2 separate regions of the Sus scrofa genome follow, and region 2 is linked to region 1. A link is a contact called in public targeted proximity ligation data. All regions are on one chromosome and are shown on one strand. The core of a region is the stretch at or near the end of the contact, and the rest is flanking DNA. Distances in the headings are between cores, read along the strand shown.

Region 1 (2,960 bases), core at 169-2,668:
TGAAGCCTTCTTGTCTCCCCATAAGGTCATTCTTATCCACTTTTTGAAGAGGTGAAGAAACCGACCAAGAGGAAGGAAAAAACTCCGACTTGGGCATGAGAGGGAATTAGGTTGTGATCCTAACTCTGCCACTTGCTGCCTTTCCTACCCTTTCTGAACCTGTCCCCATCTGTAAAGTGGGGTATAACCCGCCACACAGCATCACTAGGAATATTCAAGTAGACAGCACGTTTAAAGTATCAAGAATGGTGTCGTCCATAGAAGCAGACTTCCTCGCTATTACATGAAAAGTTCCTTAACTCGGTGCAGCCAAGGAGGAAGTCACATCCTCGACAGCTAGTCCACCTGTCACTTGTCCCATTCGTGGTGCGGCACCCCTGTCGTACAGGAGGATGATGCACTCCCCTTCCATCAGGAAATTCTGTGCTTCGGGAGTTGTTTTTCTAGACACTGGGTCTGTGCCTTCCTCCTTGGGACAGCCAGTGCAGGTTGTTGAGGCCGCAAGCTGGCTGGTGTTTTAGTCAGCTAATCTGTGGCTGTGGTGCCTAAACCAGCCGGCCTGTGTGGGAATCTAGCCCAGGGCCCAACCGCGTTGCCGCGTCTGATGACAGCAGCAGTAAATGCATTGGTGAGCACCGCCGGCTTCAGAGCGCTTTCATTCTCAGAAGAGTCCCAGGAGGGAGCAAATGCTCACTCTGCAGAAGAAGAACATGAGACCCAGAAAGTGGTCCTACCCTGAGTCACGCCAGCGGTGACTGGCAGAGCCCAGGACGAGAACCCAGGGGTCTTGATGCTCCCTCTGGGACCTCTGTGACGTTTTGGACCCAGATGAGAGCCTAATTCTGGCAGTTCAAATGGACGTTTAGAGCTCACAGAATCCTCTAGTTTTCCTGTCAGTAGTGTACATTTTGTGTCCCTTATAGAATATTCATTAATTCATTGAATGAATTACGTGCTGGGTACTTTCGGCTTTGGGGGTCTGTCAGAAAGGAAAGAAGTAGACAAAACCCGGCCGTGCCCTGATGGAGCAAGCTTATTCAGATGTAACCAAATAAGAAAGATCTGTAGTATGACCGTAGAGAGTGTGAGATGGTATGAGCTATGCAGAAAAATAAGGCAGAAGGGCGGCTGGGGGTGGGGGTGGGGCAGACACTGAGTTGGCTCTGATTCTTAGTCTCATTCCCACTCTCTGAGAGCAAAGCTGCCTGTTCATTCCCTGCTGGTTCATCACACCCTGCATATCAGGGCTTTTGGAGACCGATTTTGGAGTTGAACCAGCTCTACTCAGTAGAAGCAGGTGCAGGGGCTGTCTGCTTACCCACTGAGAGGCCAGGACCTTCAGATTAGAGCTGGGTTGGCCTGGGTAGTGCTTTGGAATGCTCTGGTAGGCTGGGGAGGGAGCTGGTGCTGGTTTTCCTTAGATTATTTCTTAGATCTAGAGCTCCCCCTGCTGTTAGAAGGTGGGGTGCTCTCAACTGATCTTTTAAAATGATTGTTTTTTTACCCTAAGTTCTAAAAACCCCGAAACGTTTAAAAAAAAAAGTACTGCAGGACATTTGGAGCTTTCTTGTGAGACTGCTCCTGGTAAGGCCCAGCCCTCGGGGCGGGCTGGGGGAGGAAGCACAGAGGCCCCGGCAGGATAGGGCCCTATCTGTGCTCAATGCTACTTATAGCGTCTCCTTACCCTGCACTCCTACCACAGCCGGCAGCCCCGCAAAATTATCTCCCCACAGTTTCACAGCTGCTCTGAAATTCTCAAGCAGCAGAAGTGAAACTGACCATGATCTTATAAATTCCTCCTTACTGCTGTTCCCTGCTTGAAGTGAATCAGGCCCTTACCCTCTCATCCTCAGGGTGTCCTGCTGAGTTTTAACACAAGCTCTCTTCGTGATGCTGCATCCTTAGAGGGTTCTGCTTTGATCTCTCCACCTCGGTGCTGTTTACTGAGTCGAGAACTGCGGCCCCAGAACAGAGCTGAGTCTTGGGCGGGGGCTGCAGGGAGCCCTTCTGGTCAGCACTGGGTGTGTGCACCAGGGTTAACCATAGAGTCCCTGTGAAGTTCTTTTAGTCCTTCAAGGTGAAATTCAGGTTAATTTTAGCAGCACTATTAATATCAGCTGAGCTGAAGAAGGAAATGGCACCCAAGCAGACGTGTGTCTTTTTGGTTTAATTGCCCCATTCAGACCGTTTGGTTGCTTTGCGATTCCTGATGAGATTGAAGAGGGAGAGCAGGTGGACGCCGCTTGCAGCCCTGCTCCGTGTCCCCATCTTCCTGAGAGTAAAGGGAGGCCCGGCAGGCCTTCTTGGAGGGTTGCCTGCTCATGGAGGATTCTGTTACAGTTCTATTCCATGGGTGCTCTTTCTGGAGCCCAGGCTTAGGCAGGGACTCTCCACTGGGAACAAAGTAACCGAACTGTTTCGAGGGGGAGCTGAAGCACCGAGCTGTGTGCTTGCTCAGGTGCCGTTTTCTTCCTCACTTCAGCTGGTGCTGAGTCCTGCTAAAATCAACTTGAATTTAAGACGCCTTCTCCACTGTAAATTGGAAGTAGACATCATGCTTCACTATAAAGTAATCTTTTATGATTCTTTTCCCAACAGCTTTGAAAAGTCCAGCTGCATTTCATGAGCAGAGAAGGAGCTTGGAGCGGGCCAGGGTAAGGCACCTTCCCTCCCCAAGGATTCCCAGGAGCATTTTCAGAGCCTATTACGTTGCGGGTCCTCTTCCTTCCAGTCGGGCATGTCTCCAGGGTCAGCCCAGGTCTCACAGTTGTAAATATAAGGTGCTGCCTTTTCCGCTTCATCCCCCCTCCTCCCCGTGTCCCCCAGCGTGGTGACATGGACCGTGATGAGAAAGAGTTTCCTCCTCTGGTGCATGCGAGTGTGCAGTGGTCGCCTCTCTCCCTTGGCTTTGTTCACCACTAGTATTTCCATCTTTAATTCCACTTAGCCTTTTGTAGCTG
Region 2 (2,960 bases), core at 345-2,844, 110 kb before region 1:
GTGCTTGTTGCCTGCACAGATGCTTTCAAAATGCAGTGCGCTAACTACCTGCTGCCACTGTCTTAGCATTTTATAAATTTTACAGTCAGTGCTCTTGGATGTAGCTGTAATATGGAAATTCCTGCAGTACTTTGGAGAATACTTTTGTTGTATTATTTGTTTGTTTGGGAAATGGATTCCTTTTTCTGTACTCTCTCTCGCCTCTTTATTTCAAAGCTTCGAATATAATCACACTGACATTAAAATCGTATATACTGATGTCTGTTACATTTTATTCCATCAGAACTTCTCAGCACCTTTTTAGAAATATCATTTGGCTGGGAATGATAATACTATTTGAAGCAAGAGGCTGTCAGAAGAGAATAATAATGGACCATGACTTAGAAGCTGTTTTTATTTAAGTTGTTGAGGTTTATTATGTTTCCAGAGGTTCTGCTTTGATTGAAGCCTTTTTACTGACCATGAGAAACTGAAAATGCATTTTAAACACTAACTGTGCATTGTATATTGTGAAAGTAATGTGAAGAGCTTGTGCTTTTGTATGGTAACTGATCTTTCCAGAATAGATTCGTTTAATTAATGTTAGCTCTTATAATTAAAGTGTAATAAAGAGAGTAATTGATGAGTATGCTGGTGATGTACTTTGATATTTCAGCTCTAATGCTGCAGTGCATTGTAGTCATAGATTGTACATTGTTCTGAGGGTCCCTTATCCTCGCACCAGTAAGTGCCTAGGAGCTGTAGCCTGGCCTCTTCTGCTTTACCCAGAGACACTCTAGTCTTCAATATGCTTTATCTCTGAGTGTGGGTTGCTGTACTTGGATTTGTATTTGAGTTTGTTGTATTCCTACAAAATTGTGACAGTTTCTGGATTTTTTTTTTCTTCTTTTTATGGCAAGATATTTCATTCCCAGTGTTTTGAAATTTTTGATCAAGAATTTAGGAAAATCTTCATGACTCCTTTGATAAAGAGGGATCATATTCTTAAGATATGGAAGAGAGAGCTTATTGAGAAAACTAAGGATATGAGAGGCTCAGGCACTGGAGAATGAATGGAGCTTCTCTTCAAACACTCCATTGTAGTGTGGAAACAAAGCACAGTACTGTCAACGTCTTCCCTTTCCCCCAACTGCTGCTTGTCTTCATCCTAGGTGAGGTTTGTCTCAACAAGTTTTTCATTCCAGAGTTAGTATGTTCAAAAATAACTCACCTGTTTCATATTATTCATACCGGAACAGAATTGCTAGGGTGGATTTTCTATACTGTGGCCTGACATCATTTCAAGTTGTCCTGGCTTATTGGAGTGTAAGGTTTGGGTGTCAGGGTGGAAGTGACAGAAGAACTCCTAACTTGAAAACTGTCTCATGATAGGTTATATAATTTTGTAGGTGAATACACAAAATATGTTCAGATCACATTAAAATTTGTTCAGGGCTTTATTACAGCATGTGGACTTCTAAACATCCATCATTCTTTCTCCTAGAGAAGAAATGTCTAAAAGACAAGTAGAAGTCTGCATTTAAAACTGGAAGGCATTTGGACACTGTAGAAGAGGGATTAGGAATCATAAGGAAAGCATATCTGTAGTGTTTGTGGGCATGAGTGTAGTTCAAGGAATGTAGTGAAGTCATCTTGCCAAAATAGTGCTTTAGATCTTAAGCAGCCTTTCCTTGGGGAGGGGGGAATTGGAGGTAGGAATTAAAAGGCAAATTGTCAAATTTCTCGTAAATGTTTGCGAGAAAATACTGCCTTATAGTTAAACTCTCTGTGCTTTTCAGAATAAATTTTCATAAGACCCTTTAAGAAAATAGCACAAAAACTAGCAATTTTTTTTTTTTTTTTAAGGGTGGCACCCGCAGCATATGGAGGTTCCCAGGCCAGGGGTCGCATCAGAGCTGTAGCCACCCCCCTGTACCACAGCTCATGGCAACACCAGATCCTTAACCCACTGACAGAGGCCAGGGATGGAACCTGCATCCTCATGGATACTAGTCGGGTTTGTTAACCGCTGAGCCACGATAGGAACTCTATAGACTAGCAGTTTTTATTCAGAGTGACTATAGGTCACATATCATAAGTTTTCCTCAAAACACAAGATAACTGCAGTTGTTACTAGGGGGCCAAGGAGAATGGTACGTTGTATCAAACTCAGAAGTCAGCAGGCTAAGGTGAACAGTTTCTGCCTAGGATCTACTACTACACAGCTGCAAAACCATCTTTCAGAAACACAGATCAGATCATGTCACTCCGTTGCCCACCTCCCAGTGGCATCCAGTTTTTTATAGAACATACTTCTCCCCTCCTGCTCTGCTCTCTGCCCAGGCCGGTCTTTGAGTTCTGTGAGGATGCCAAGCTCATTCCCACCTTTGAACTTGTACATGCTGTTTCCTCTGCATGGCTGGCTGCTTCTTGTCAAATTCAGGTAGCGTCAGATGGTGTAGTGGTTAGAGGCAGGGTTCTGAAACCTGACTGCCTGCGTTAAAGTTATTTTAACCTCTCCGTACCTTCGTTTCCTCAGCTGTAAAATAAAGGATGATATAAGTAAATGTCTCTTGGTGTTGTTAAGGTTGAATACACAGTAAGTGCCTCACATATAGTAAATGCTTATTAAGTGTTGGCTCTTATTCAAGTCTAAGCTCAGATATTGCCTCCTCAATGAGAGGCCTTTTTTTTTTTTGGGTCCTTTCTAGGGCTGCACCCATGGCATATGGAGGTTCCCAGGCTAGGGCTCTGATCTGAGCTGTTGCTGCCAGCGTACGCCAGAGCCACAGCAACACGGGGTCCGAGCCACGTCTGCAACCTACACCACAGCTCATGGCAACGCCGGATCGTTAACCCACTGAGGCCAGTGATCGAACCACAACGTCATGGTTCCTAGTTGCATTCATTAACCACTGAGCCACGACGGGAACTCCATGAGAGGCATTTCATTAGCCATCCTGTACCCCCCAAATACTTAT

What was found.
Region 2: a targeted proximity ligation map of skeletal muscle shows a contact between it and region 1. A contact is called at or near these places in 1 of 5 promoter capture datasets (fetal skeletal muscle), 2 of 47 Hi-C or Micro-C datasets (embryonic fibroblasts and epiblast stem cells) and 1 of 2 datasets of targeted methods (skeletal muscle).

The regions. Positions count from the first base shown.
Region 1 is chr5:7,954,888-7,957,847 of Sscrofa11.1, forward strand. MKL1 (MKL/myocardin-like protein 1) reads left to right here. Exons shown (of 16, transcript XM_021092835.1): 6 at 2,599-2,654. Among named protein-coding and RNA genes, the nearest start is that of SGSM3, 61 kb to the right of the region's middle.
Region 2 is chr5:7,840,332-7,843,291 of Sscrofa11.1, forward strand. The region is part of intron 3 of MKL1 (MKL/myocardin-like protein 1); the gene reads left to right. Among named protein-coding and RNA genes, the nearest start is that of MKL1, 90 kb to the left of the region's middle.